2 separate regions of the Sus scrofa genome follow, and region 2 is linked to region 1. The links are chromatin contacts, called in public promoter capture Hi-C maps. All regions are on one chromosome and are shown on one strand. The core of a region is the stretch at or near the end of the contact, and the rest is flanking DNA. Distances in the headings are between cores, read along the strand shown.

The links. Promoter capture Hi-C pulls out the DNA fragments that hold promoters and counts their contacts.
Region 2: a contact with region 1 is called in a promoter capture Hi-C map of liver, with 5 times the contacts expected there. The contact joins the promoter of PAXIP1 here to the promoter of RBM33 in region 1. A contact is called at or near these places in 1 of 5 promoter capture datasets (liver), 2 of 47 Hi-C or Micro-C datasets (heart right ventricle and liver) and 1 of 2 datasets of contacts at active chromatin or transcription factors (alveolar macrophages).

The regions. Positions count from the first base shown.
Region 1 is chr18:2,671,348-2,678,692 of Sscrofa11.1, forward strand. It overlaps RBM33 (RNA-binding protein 33), which reads right to left and starts at 4,857. Exons shown (of 20, transcript XM_021079037.1): 1 at 4,712-4,857. The coding sequence starts at 4,754.
Region 2 is chr18:3,061,994-3,069,338 of Sscrofa11.1, forward strand. It overlaps PAXIP1 (PAX-interacting protein 1), which reads left to right and starts at 4,860. Exons shown (of 21, transcript XM_021078627.1): 1 at 4,860-5,059. The coding sequence starts at 4,979.

The DNA.
Region 1 (7,345 bases), core at 3,607-6,106:
TCAAATCATCAATTAAGTATGAAGATAAAAAATTATTCAGAGATGCACAGGTCTCAAAAAACTTACCTTCAACACACCTATCCTCAGAAAGCGAGACCTTTAACTCTGTATTTGCTAATTTGAAAACATAAAGAATAATTTTTCCAGAAAAAATTATCAAAATTGACTCATGGATTTAAAAAAGCTAAACCGGAGTTCCCGTCGTGGCTCAGTGGTTAACAAATCTGACTAGGAACCATGAGGTTGTGGGTTCGATCCCTGCCCTTGCTCAGTGCGTTAAGGATCCCGTGTTGCCATGAGCTGTGGTGTAGGTCGCAGACATGGCTCGGATCCCGCGTTGCTATGGCTCTGGCATAGGCTGGCAACTGCAGCTCCAATTAGACCCCTAGCCTGGGAATCTCCATATGCCACAAGTGCGGCCCTAGAAAATTAAAAAAAAAAAAGGCTAAACCAAGCAATAATAACAGAAGAAACCAAAAAACAAACAAGAAAGAGACCCAAATGGCTTGGCAGACAAGAATTCACTCACATCTAACAAAGAGATTTCTACAACACCCCAGAAAATTTCACAACTCATTCTAGGAAACAAGCCTACCTTACAAAACAGCACATGAACATGCACAAATACAAAGGGAGAAAACTATCTTTTCTATGTTTTCTTAAGTATTTAGCTGTGATCTCTTTATGATCACAGATAAATCCTAAAATGAAGAGCAACAAAACATTAAAAAGAAGAAAACCTGCAGAACCAGAAGGTTCTGAAGCAAATAACACACGGCTGATTCGGCACTGGAAATCCAGCGAGACAATACATGACAGGGAGAGATGAAAGAAGGACCCCATGATCATCTCAACAACGCAGAAAAAGCATTTGAAAAAATTAACCCCCACTCCAAAACATACTTTCTTAGCTATACAAACAACAGCTACTAGAAATCTACAGCAAATCCCATACTCAAGGGTAAAATATTAAAAGAACACTCAAACTCAGAACAAGATGACAAGATAAAGATGCCAGCCAGCATCACCCCTACTACCCAACATTATACTGGAGGACTTGGCAATGAATGTTGCTAGAACAAGAAGCACAAGAAAAAGTAAGAGATATCACACTGTAATGGAAGAGATCGAAGATACGAATATCTGACTAAAAAATCTAAAGCACTAAACTACAAAGAAAAAAAAGGTTTTTCTATAGTAGATCGGAAACAAATTTCAGAAAGTAATATGACCAAAAAAAAAAAAAAATACCACCCGCAACAACAACAACAAAACGTCTAAGAATAAAACTAACAAGAAATGTGAGAAAACCATAAAGAGACAATTTTACTGGTAAGTTCCACAAAGAAGGGATCTGTCTGCCGTACTCACTCTGCATCCCAACCTCTCCAATCAGCCCAGCACAGAGCAGGTGCTGAAACATGTGGCAGGTGACTGATGGACAAAAAAGAACTTGACTTTAAGACGTTCTTGTTGCTGGATAAAAGAACCCATATTATAAAAACAGCCATCATCCCCAAGTTATATTAATAAACTCAATATAATCCCAATAAGAATTAAGGCAGAATTCTTAAGACTGTGATTGATGATTCTAAAGCTCATTTTTTAAAAATGCACAGATCAAGAAATTTCTGAAAAACATACCATGATACATACACATACACAAACTGTGAAGCAATAGTTTTTAAAAACTATGAACAAGAATTTAATATAACGATAGAAAAGATGAGAATTCAATAAATTGTATCAGAACCATTAGAAGCCCCAAATTCACACCACACCCAAAATAAAATTCCATATGGAATAAAAGCTAAATATAAAAAAAGCACAGAAGCATACAATGTTAAAAGCATAAAAGAACTCTTGGCAAGGAGACACCAGTATGAAAAAAGATGCATAAAAACAAGTGACAGGAGAAGAATCTGAAAAAGAACATAAATACGTATAAATGAATCACTTTGCTAGTCACCTGAAATTAACACAACTTTATAAGTCAACTATATGTCAAAAGAAAATTTTTTAAGTGGCAAGATATTTCATAAGGTAAAACTTTAAAACTTTCAGTGAAAAGTTTAAAAAAGCAAGGTTAATGAGCAAGCACAATAAAGGGTTTATAATCCTAACATAACAAAGTATTTTAAAATAATAACGAAGAGATCAACCACCCAATTAAAAAAAGACAAATGATACAAACAGGCAAGTCACAGAAAAATAAATAAATATAATGCATGAAAAGATGTTTAATTTCAGTAGCAATCAGGAAAATATAAATCACAATATTGAGGCTATCTTCCTGCCTCAAGAGATTATCAAAAAGATTCTTAGAAGACTATGGGAAATGGAGTACATTCATACACTACTGATGGAGCGGGTAAAATGGTACCAACTTGAAGACAACTTGACAACAGCCACCACAACTTTAAATACATATAGCTTTCACCACCTTATTTCCACTTCTAGAGGAATCACGCCTTCAGAAATATTGGTTTAAGCACACCAAGAGGCGTCTGTAGTAAAAAAGAACATATAAGCCAAATGCCCATCAATACAAAAACAGCTAATCAATAAATGGTGGACCCATACTAACTCTCACCTATTACCACAGAAGAGACTGCCAGGACCTACTCTTCTTTTTTACTGTTTTTGTCTTTTTAGGGCTGCACCCATGGCATATATGGAAGCTCCCAGGCTAGGGGCTGAATCGGAGCTGCAGCTGCTGGCCTACACCACAACCACAGCAACTCAGGATCCGAGCCATGTCTGCGACCTACACCACAGCTCATGTCAACAACGGATCCTTAACCCACTGAGTGAGGCCTGGGATCGAACCTGCATCCTCACGGATGTTAGTCAGATTCATTTCCGCTGCACCACAACAGGAACTCCATGCCAAGACCTAATCCTACGTGAACAAAGCCAACTAAGGAATACGTGATTCCACCTTAAACCGTAAAAGGCCACACAGCTGTAAATGTGCAACTTACGTTTGCCAACAGGGTGCAAAGGGATTCAGAGAGAAAAGTTTTCACTTTCATTCACTCCTCAAATATTTGTTGAACATGCCAGGAACTTGGAATACAAGGAAGGTAAAACATGCAGCATTCCTGTCCTCAAGGGGCTTACAGACTACTTAACATAGTCTTGTTAAGAAGAGACGTTTTAAAAAAGGAAATAACCAAATAAAATTACAAACTGCCATAAATGTTCTGAAGAAACTAGGGTGCCACCGAACCAAGGAGAGGGAGGCACGAAAGGAAGAGATAGACACACGTGGGACAGAAGATCGGCCTGGCAAGGAGCTTGAAGGAGACCAGAGGGAGGGCAGGCTGACCAACAGCCTGGGGAGGCGGGGGGCCGAGCCTGCAGAACTCACGCGCCTCGGTGCCTCGAGTCTGCCTTTAGACTAAGAGCGATGGGAAACCAGGCACTAGGGAAAAATCACAAAGGATCAAGCCTACCTAACCCCCTAAAATAGCAATTCCCAAACTTTCTGGACTCAGATTTACTGAGGCCGCCAAAAAGCTTCTGTTTCTGTGGACTGCATTCACTGACATTTGCTTCCTTCGAAAGTAAAAATGAGAAACATGAAAACATAAGAACACATTCCCTCACCCGTCTACACGACAAAGCGTTCACGTGTCACACAGCCTCGGGAAAACTCCTCGATGCTCAGAGGGGTGAAACATGCAAATAACCTTAGCATTAATGAAACCAGTCCTGACCCAGGAGTTTCCAGACTATACTGTGACAAGGATACAAAACCACGACTTTGACCGCCAGAAAGCAACCAACTAAGAAAAGAACACATCTTTTCAAACTTTAACTGGAAAGCTTCAGCTCTAACACGCAAAAGTCATCTGACCAAAAAATAAATAAATAAATAAAAAGTCTACACCAAATCGTACTGCCAGGAGCGACATTGCTGCGTTTGGTCTCATTTTGCCAAAGCAGCGTCTCAAAGTCCTAGGCAGGACTATGGCAACGTGCTCATAAGCAAGCATCACTAAAAAAAAAAAAAAAATACACAAAAGGATGGTTACACGTCTCAATAACGAAAACAACCTCAAATGCTGTCGCGGTTCATACTTTCATCATCTAAGGGGCTCCTTCATCAAAGTTTTCGAACAGTCATACAAGTCACTTTCAAGTGGGTTTTTTTTCCCATTATTAAAAAAAAAAAAAAAAAAAAAAGCCCTCCATCCACAAAATGGGGTTCCAACCAAAAAGTGATTTTACCTGAAATGTGTTTTCACTAAGTACCCTCTCGAACTCATCTACGCTTGGACAACGAAGGAAACACCCAAAGGCACTGCACCGGTATCTAAACCTCTTCGGTCCGGTTCCCACGTCTGCAAGGTGCTGATAACCCAGCACTAGTGGGCTCGTACCCCACGACTGAGGAGCTCCCAGAGCACGAGAGCAGCTCGCGGAGACCGCTCTCTCAGAACCCGTCCTCGGTCTGGCCCGGTTGCGGCACCGGCCTGGAAACCTCCCGGAACCGTCGGGACCACCCTCCCGGGGCCACAGCTGCCCCCCACCCAGGCCGGCGCCCCGCCTCCGGTGGGCCTGGCGCTTGGCGACGCCAGGGCGGCGGGCACGCCGAGGCCCGACCCCCGCCCGCCTCTCAGGGGACCAGACCCCCGACGGCCAGGAGCGGCCCCCGGAACCCCCACCGCCACAGCCGCCTCCCGCGCGGCGCCGCCTCCCTTACCTCCGGCGCCGGCTCCTCCGCCCGCTCCCAGGGCGGTCGCCATGGTGTGCACTGGGCCCGGCCTTCAGCCTCGCCCCACCAAGCCAGCCGGGGCCCGGGGACGCGCAGGGAGGACGGGGGGCGGCGGGCCGGGGCGGCGGGCCGGGCCGGGGGCGCGGGGGGCGGCGCGGCCGGCGGGTCGCGGGCCCCTCCGGCCTGCTCCTCCGCAGGAAGAAAACAACAAACTATCGCAACATGGCCGCCGGCTCGGCCCGCCGCCGAGGTGCACGCCGGGATGATGGCGGCCGGGAGGCACCGGCGCGGGGCCTCCCCTGCAGGCCGCGGCGGCTCCGAGCCGCCTCCGAGGGACGCAGGCCGAGGGCGGAAGGCAAACACACCAGCGGCCGCCTCGTTCCGCTCCAGAAACCCCAATGTTTGAAGGGGGCGGGGGCGGCGGCCCGCCGTAGTTCGGCCCCGGGCTCTGTCGTGAGTCGCTTTGCAGCAGTTGGCGCCGAGCTTTACGGCCGGCGGAGGTCCCGTTGGAAGAGTGAGGGAGGAGATCCCGCGCCCGGTAATGGGGCCGGAGCTTGCTTTCTGTGTCTGGACTGTGCGGCGCGCGGCGGGGGGCGGAGTAAACTGCGCTGCGGGCTGACAGCGGGGACGAGCACGCCGTGGGGGTGGTGCCGGGCATGCGCACTGGGGGGTCTGCGGCGGAGGCAGGTGCGCTGAGCGGGTGCGGCCGGAACGGCCGCCGTAGCGACATGTGCGCGAGAGGTAGCGTTTGAGCCGCAAGACTTGTCCACAGCGGGATGCTAACAAGTGACCTTAAGGGAAGGGTCCTGGGAGATAAGAGTTGTAGAAGGCTGAGGGATGCTTGGGATCAGGCATCCGAAGGCGACTTCTGACTTGTTGGCAGTTGGGGACGGGGAAGACCGGTGCGGATGTAATGAGGCCTTTAAGAACACGCAAGCTGCAAAGGTTGCTTCAGTAACAATGAATGTAGGGCTTATGGGGAAAGGAAAGGGTGGAAAGAGAAGGCTGAGCAAAGACCTTGGCTCGGAGGTGTCAAAGGACTTCTTAGGATTCCAGAATTGCAAGTGGCACAGGGGAGCGCTGCACTGTTAGTGGAAAAGAATAATTTCAGGTGGAAAAGCCTCTGAAACACCTTAACTGAAGGAAGTAAAAATTTTCAGGAATGGGGTAAATCTGAATTGTGTGCCACCGGAAAGGATGCAGTAAGAAGAAACAGCATCGCTTCTGTGATAAAATCCTGTCACAGATACCTCACTGAGTCTAATCTCGAAAAAGTAAGGACCAAAAAAATGGGGGACATACCACAAAACAGTTGGCCTTTAATCTTCGAGTGTCAAAATTATGAAAGCCAAACCAGAGGACGTGTTTCAGACTGAAGAAGAAAAGGCATGACCGGAGTTCCTGTCGTGGGACATCGAAAAGGAAACTGACTAGGAACCATGAGGTTTTGGGTTCGATCCCTGGCCGGATTAAGGATCTGGTGTTGCCATGAGCTGTGGTGTAGGTCGCAGATGCAGCTCGGATCTGGCGTTGCTGTGGCTCTGGCGTAGGCTAGCAGCTACAGCTCCAATTAGACCCCTAGCCTGGGAACCTCCCTATGCTGTGGGTGCAGCCCTAAAAAGACAAAAAAAAAAAAAAAAAAGACATGACCACTGAATCCAATACATGATTCTGAACTGGATCCTTTCACTGTAATGAATGTTATTGAAACAACTTGCAAAAATCCAGAGTCTGAAGATAAGATGGGAGTAATACAGCAAAATTAACTTCCTTATTTTGATGATTGTAAGTGGTATGTCTTTGTAGAGAGTGCAGACTAAACTGTTACCACTCTCATACCACTTTCCCATGCCAGGCCAATAAACGGAGAGACAAGTCGTTGTATTCACCAAGCCAGCAGACCAAGAAGATCACGTCACAAAGAACCGCCTTCTTTTATACTAAAAGAGGAACGGTTGTGGTTGCTTGTTGCAAACTTCTTGGTACCAGAATCCTTTGTTCTTGAAGCTGTCCCCTGGGTCTGGTCACAGTCTTCCTATAAATCTCCACCAAGACAAACGCTACTCTCTATTCTGCAGCTTTTTTTTCTGCTACATGGATGGAGAAGTGTTAGACCTTTAAAGATCAGATCCTTGAGAATGGGCTGTCCTGCATATTTCAAGTTATAGGCAACATTCTTTTAGTGATTAACGTACAGTAAACTCAATAGAGTACAAAGGTTAAAGTAAAAAAAAAAAAAAATCCAATGTGGAGTCAGATTGGTTCTTTCCTTTTACACAAGTACTTGGGGTGACAGGGCATAAGTCATGAACTTATTCTCAAGTGGTTCAGAATAAAAGTGTTTTATTTTACTGTCTGTTGAACTTGGTAAGTTTTTATTGCTTCAAAACAAAGGAGCAAAGAGAAAATTGTTTTAAAATGTCATTGTTGGAGTTCCTGCCATGGCACAGTGGGTTAAGGATCTGGTGTTGCTGCAGCTGTGGCACAACTGTAGGTTGAAGCTATGGCTTGGATTTGATCCCTGCCTCGGGAACTTCTATATATTGTGGTTGCAATCAAAAAGAAAGGAGGAAGGAAGGAATTTGGGAGAGTGGAACGAGAATATCAGATTCATGACAAATT
Region 2 (7,345 bases), core at 3,610-6,109, 390 kb after region 1:
GAAACTCCAGGATCTTCATATACTTGGCATTTATTTTGTATTATTCCCCATTTTTCCCTTGTATCAAACAGCTATTTACCTAACATCTAAAATGGGCAACTTTTATTCAGCAGTACCAGCATTCTAACCTCGTGTCCCTTTATCTGTGGCTTCCTCCCCTCCAAACATCTCTGCTCCCTTCTGAGAAGTGTGCACCGCTCTCCTGGCGCACAGGCCCTCTTTTCTGAATCTCTGCTGCACTTACTATTCATTCCAGTAGTGCTGGGCTTGCAAATGCAAGTATTTGTTAGTTTTTTGAGGGCAAACATAGTGTTTTATTTGAAAGAAAACATTTCTCAGTGTCCCTTAGAAGAATTGCCTGTCATTTACATAACAGCGCACCCTCCCGTTAGGATCACCCGAGAGCGCGGATGTGTAAATGCTGACGGCGAAGGTGTCGCAGGAGGTGCAGATGGGGGGCGACCCTAAGTCCAGAGGGAGGAGAGGAAGGAGAGACCGGAACCCAGAAGGAGAGGCTTGTACGGGAAGGTGACTTTGCAGCTCAGACAAGCCGGCCGGCGGGGAGCTGGGGGCAAAACACGCGCATCCCGCTCTCCGCACCCTCCTCTCCCCTCTCAGCTCCCTGCTTGGGTCCCTCCCTCCTCAGAAGAGTCGGCGAGGAGCCAGAGCACAGGGGAGCCAGTGAGGTCAGCTTCCTGGACCGAGAACAAGGTAGAGGATGGCCTGTGGATGTGGGAGTGGAGACGAAAGACGAGCGGAGGGCACGCAGCCCATCCGTGGCGGCCCTTCCGCAGACACCTGATGCTTTTCCAAGAGAACACCGCTCACCGCTCTCCTTGCCGGACAGCCGCCGCCGCCCAGTTCCACTCATTTCCATCGAGTAGCTCTGTGCAAACATTTTTGTTGTTGTTGTTTTACATTTTTTGTTTTATACTATATTGCATTCTGTAACCTTAATTTGTAGAATTGTTTTGAAACTAGAAGTGGCAGAGATTGGCAAAATGCCAGCAATCCCATTTCCTTTTCCTGGAGGCTCAGGAAGACTACACTTCCCAGCTTCCCCTGCGGTTTAGGTTGGAGTCGCGAGACCAGCTCCTGGCCATGGAAGTGGGTGGACGCGGACGTCTGTGGCTCTTGGTTGGTGGGCCTGGCCTTCGAAGATCCTGCGTGTTCTGCTGCGGGCTTCTTTTTCTCGCCGGTAGAGCTGGAAGCAGAGGGCTCTCAGACAGCAAGGCCACACGGTGACAGAAGCTGAGCACTGGAGGATGCTGTCTGAGCAAGCCACCAAGCTGCGTGCAAGAAACTCCCCACGTTTTTAATCCCCCGGAATGCTGTACTTGGTCCATTTCTTAAGCCCGGTTTCCCCACAGCAAGACTGTGACTACTTTGCCCAGGGTCGTTTTCGTGGGGGTTGTCGTGTCACAGGGGAGCTTCCTGGCCTCTGCCGCGAGAACAGTTGTACCCCCGTCCCTCTAGTCATGACTCGCAAAAATGTTTCCAACATTGGCGAATGCCTCCTGGGCGGCAAAACTGCCCATAGGGGAGAACCGCTGATTTAAGGCTGTGCGCGGGCACTGAGCTCAGAGAATGGGGAGAAGTGCGGGACGTGCTCCTAACCGGGCACAGAGGAAGACACTGAACGTGCTCTGTGATTGCCAGGTGGGAAACCAAGGTGCAACAACACAGGCCTGACTAAAGAAAGGCACATGAAAAAACGGAGTGTTGTGTATCTGTTAAATAAATGGTTTACAGCTAATGTCTGCTGACGTGGAAGGACGTTCTTATTTTTGCTTTTTAGGTGAAACAAAAGTGTGTATGGTAGAACTTCTTTTAAGGAAAAAGTATATGTGTATGGGACAGTGTCTGGAATAGGTTTCTAGGTCTCTACACTAAGTAGACAACTTTGGCAAAACCGTGTTGGGTGGGTCCTTGAATAATCTCTCCCACTAAGAAACATGCCTTTGGGCTTCCAGGTTCTCCTGTGCTAAAACCCCAACTTGCTTATGCCTCCAACACAAGTTCTCTCTTTCATGAAGAGGTCAAATGTTTTAGTCTGTAAACACCAACTGAGGGTCTAGTAAACATTGATAATATCTAACTTGAAGGGGTATGTGATTAGCTGAACTGAACACACTATATGACAACAAGATTGAGAAGCTGTATGCAGTACAAAAAGATGCATTTTTTTAAAAAGCCATTTGGAAATACTTATCTAAATAACTGCTTCAAGTTCCCACTAGTAAGTACAATTTGAGTTAAATATTCCCAACTTTTCCATTTTTCTAATTTCATACTTAACTTTTTTCCTAGCCTCGTTACCTAATTTTGCAAAATAGAAGATGAGAAATGTATTACTTTATGAAGTTAGTATGAGACAATGTTTATTTTCTGAAGGTTGATTAACAGAAAAATGATCATGCTTTGAACTTGGAAGAAGCTTAAAAATATCAATGCTCAGTGTCTTATGTGGGGTCATACATGGATCAACTTTAAAAGAAATACAAAGTTTCTATTAAATGAACTGATAACATCAGAACAGACACTACCCATATGAAATTAGATTCCATCTAAAGATGCTTCTTTGTCATTACTGGTAAAATAGCCGTGTTTGATACTCTGTGGGCCACGACCCAGGCCCAGGAGATGTTGTGTGAGGCTGTACATGTTACCGTACTGACCTCGCGCAGTTTACACTCCTGTTTTACAGTCTCTTTGGGTTGAGATTTTAGATTTCTTAGTTCCATAATCTGCCTTCTTGGTAAACTTGCCCTGATGAACGTTACACGTTTTTTAACTTATAAAATAAAATACCCAGTTGAGGTATGCTGTAAGTTTTCTAAGATAAAAGTACATGCTTAGTTCTTTTTTTAACCAAGGAAGGAAAAAGCTAAATAAGTTCTCCCACCACAGGTCAATACAAGGGCATGCTTCTTCTGGTTTGGTATTTAGAACACACGGAAGTTCCTACGGCTAGGGGTCAGAGCTACAGCCGCTAGCCTCTGCCACAGCCACGTGGGATCTGAGCCGCCCATGTGCGACCTACACCACAGCTCGCGCAACGCCAGATCCCCACACACTCAGCAAGGCCAGGGATGACTGCATCCTCATGGATACTAGTCAGGTTCGTTTCCACTGCGCCATAACCAGAACTCCCCCGTTTTTTTTCTTTTCTTAACATGGAAGGTAAAATGTTACAGTGGTCAATACTAAATATATGCTTGGGGTATTCAAAGGAAGGACAGCACATTCTTACTCATTCAGGCAAGTTCTCATATTTTGTTTGTTAAAAAGGATGTTGGCTTTTAGAATAACACCGTTTCAGACTGTTCAAAACGCAAATGAAAAAGACGAAACCAGAAAACAATACAATGATAAAACCTAAGAATATTTAAAAGGCTTATCGTATCCTTACTTGCTACTCATACAAAATCATTTATTACACACAAGTGTACAATCAAAACCCTATTCACCGTTTTTAAAAAGTCAGTGTACATTGTACCGATCAATGAGCCGACCACGTCAACTTTCACGTTCAGAACGTCTCCCTTATCGCAGACTTAAAGTGATACAACAAAGGCCTCTGAGATGAGTTAGGGTTGTATTAAGGTGCCACAGTACCTTGGAAAGGTTTCTCTCCTAACCAATTACACTACCGTTTATTTAAAAGGGCTTGGAGTTCCCGTCGTGGCGCAGTGGTTAACGAATCCGACTAGGAACCATGAGGTTGCGGGTTCGGTCCCTGCCCTTGCTCAGTGAGTTAACGATCCGGCGTTGCCGTGACCTGTGGTGTAGGTTGCAGACGCGGCTCGGATCCTGCGTTGCTGGTGGCTACAGCTCCAATTCGACCCCTAGCCTGGGAACCTCCATATGCCGTGGAAGCGGCCCAAGAAATAGCAAAAAGACAAAAAATAAAATAAAAAATAAATAAATAAAAGGGCTTTACCGCTTGGAAGGTAGCGGCAGCAGTGGGTAATGGTTTGAACCACTTGGGGGAGGAAACTGTGGGGCTGATTCACGTGCATTTTCACGCTCAGGCGCCTCAGGGCCTCTGGGCCTCGGTGGATCCGGGGAGCCTGGCGTCCCGCAGCCGCAGCGCCGCCCCATCCCGTGCCCGCGCAGGTGCGCCCGGAGCGCTGCTGGGAGAGCAGGTGCGCCCGGAGCGCCGGTCTCCAGGCGCCACCGGATGACGTCAGAGCGCGCGAAGACGTCATGACCGTCTGTCGTCAGCAGAGCCGGAGGGAGGGGCGCGGGGCTCGTTTTTTTGACGGTCCGGGTCCCGGGAGGAGCAGGTTCGGGCGACGGCGAGAAGCCACTGGCCGCGAGCGCGCGCCCGGGGAGCTGGTTACGCGGCCTAGCGCCCTCATCCTCCAGCCAAGACTCAGGACCCTTTCCTGGGCCTTAGGCGTTACCTCGGGTCCTGCCAGGCAGCAGCCGGCGACGCTCCGTCTCTGTGCGCCCCAGACCCCGAAGCCGGACCCGTTCCCTCCGTGGTTGCCGTCGCCGGCCCGCCCCTCCGCGGTGCGCATGCGCCGCCCTTGCGGCCGCGCGTGTCGACGGGAGGGCCGCCCGTACCCTTCTTTCCCGGGACCGGCCCACTCCAGCCTTGACGGGGGGGCGCGTTTCCCCGCGAGCACGGGGCTTCCTGCTGTGGGGACGGCGGCGGCCACGGCCCCCTGGCTCTGGAGTGGGCCGTTCGGTACCCGTGTCCCCGGTGCCGCGGGCCGCAAGACGGACACCGGGTGGGGCGGGCCGAGCGCCTAACTTGGGCGCTCCCCCTCGGCGTCGGGCGGGATGGTGCGGCCCGCAGGGCGCGCGCGGCTCCCGCGCTCGGGCGGCCCGGCGCGGGCGGGGGCGCAGAGGGCGGGGGAGCGGGCCCGACTTGCAGGACCGGGCCGGGGCCGCGCCGTTGGGGAGCGGGCCCCGCGGGGCTGGCCGGGCGGGGCAGGAGCCGCCGCGGAGCCTTCGGGCCGCCGCGACCATGTCGGACCAGGCGCCCAAAGTTCCCGAGGAGATGTTCCGGGAGGTCAAGTACTACGCGGTGGGCGACATCGACCCGCAGGTACCACACCGCCCCCGCACCGTCCTCCGCGTCCCCGGCTCTGCTCCCGCCCCGGGCGCGCGCCTGCACGTTGAACGTCCGGGACCTCTTGCCCCAAGCCCGCCGGCCTGGCTGCGCGGAGGCCGGGCCGCCTGGCGCCCAGCAGGCCGGCGGTGGGGGCCGGAGGGAAGGGGGTCTGCGGGACCCGCGGGCGGGGAAAGGAGAGGTCCTGGGAGTGGAAACTTGAAGAGGAGGGTGTGCCCAGATGGGGGGGGGAAGGGCACGTGGGTGGGGGTCTGCGCTAAGAGTCGGTTGTCACGGTCCCCGCGTGGTGGGGGACCGGGGTGCTGTCGCGGAGCTGCCTTGTCCGCTTCCCACTCTGCCCCTTTGTGGGGAGGAATCCAGACAGGGACACCCTACCTGCTGCCAGCTCCAGCTGCCTGGGCCCCGCCAACAGTGGGTCCCGCGGGGACGGGTTGGCTACGGGAACTTTGGCAGGAGGTGCTGAGTAGGGGCCTGGGTTCCTGGCTGCGGAGGGGCAGTTAGTTGCCCCTGGTGTGGCAGCCACCTGAGGTCGTACGTCTGCAACTAGTGTGTGGCCTTGAAGTTTACTACCAGCGACTTCGTGTTTCTTGGTTTTCCTAAATATACAGTAAGTGTGGGTAATGCGCTGTTAATACGGTCACACGAAACATTTTCTTGTGTGACCTCACGCCAAAGGATATTGTCGCCTTTCCTAAGTTTTTTGTAAGTCATACATCTGTTGGAACGTCAGCATGTTAATTTTCCATGGTGGGAACCTACCTTTATTGAATATTCAGCTGAATCTCAGGCTACTCGCTTTCCTAAAGCTCATGTGTAGGAAAAGACGGCTGTACTGTCTTGATGTCTCCTCAGGAGTGGAGACAGATACTTAACAGACTTGGGTGGCATGGAAGGAATTGTGAAAGGCCGATTGGTTTGGGCCTTCTGGAGGTGTCTGTGGTGGTATTTTAGGAACCAGATGCCCTTGGATGACTCCCAGGGTGCACCCTTTCTTCTACGGTAAGCGTCAAGAGGCTTGGGATTTAATAGTGAACAGGTGCTGAGCTCAGAGTGACGGCTTCTTCCTTCTGACTACGGATTTCCCTTTCTTCACTCTCCACTCTTCTCCTCCCTGCTTCCTACCTCATTTTAGGACTTTGGCTGTTGAGAGGGACCTGAACCAAATGTTACTTAAAACCTGGACCAAGCTGAACAGGAGTCATGTTCACTCAACTGTTAATCAAGTCTAAGGGCTTTTAAAGTGTCCTTGGCAAACCACTTTGATCCAAAACAAAGTATTTTCTAAAAAAAAAAAAAAAACTTTACAGCCAGAGTATTTGATTCTCTGAATCCTCGAAACGTGGATGCAGAGCATTCACGTGTGTTGGTTTCACTCCCCACCCTGTGCTCGGTGCTTGAGGGCTCATTCGCTCTCTGGGCCTTGGCCCCGTCTCAGATGGGGCCCAGGTCTCATCCTCAGACGTGCTGGGTGTCTTTCTAGGTCTCACAGTGGCACCGAAGAGGGACGTGCCCTAAACAAACACACAGTCCTCATCCCCGCAGTGTTTCTCCGACACAGGCCCCTTGGAGGCACCTAGTCTTGCTGGTGCTCTCACATCGCTTCTTGCCCCTAATGACCTGCTTTTCCCTTAGTTACCTGCCTCTTTCGCCTGAATGTTCATAGCTGTTTCTTAACAGGCGTCCTGGCTCCAGACCTGCAGCCAACCCCATGTGTTCTTCTTACACTGTCAGGGATCTTCCTGTAAGATCTGATCAGGCCGCTTCCCTGCTTCACACCTTTCTGTGCCTCCAGAAGACAGCTCTGTATTTTGGGGTAAAACCCAGCGGGTTTTGCGTAGCGCCTGTGACACTGCCATCGAGGGTCTCATCATCGTCTTCACCTGCCCATTGTGTTGAATGCTCCTCATGCCACACCGCGTGCGTATTTTTGCCTGGTGATGCCTCTGAATTCACAAGGACACCACGCCTGTAGCTCCTCTGCAGAAACTTTTCCACTTACTGGAAACCATGCATCCCCAAGCCTTGAGGGTAGACCTGGATGGGTTGTGTCCTAGCCGGGTCTCTGCTGTGTTCACCTCGTCCGTCCTCGGGGACTGGCTGGTACGTGGTTCGCCGTCGCTTCCACATGGACCAGTCAGCGCATCAAGATTTGCTGCTTTTTATTGTCCCCACGTGTTTCATTGCATGTGACTCAGTGAAAGAGTCTTAATCCCACGTGGAAAACGTGGTGTGTGTTTATTAGAAACTTTGTTGTTCATGGTA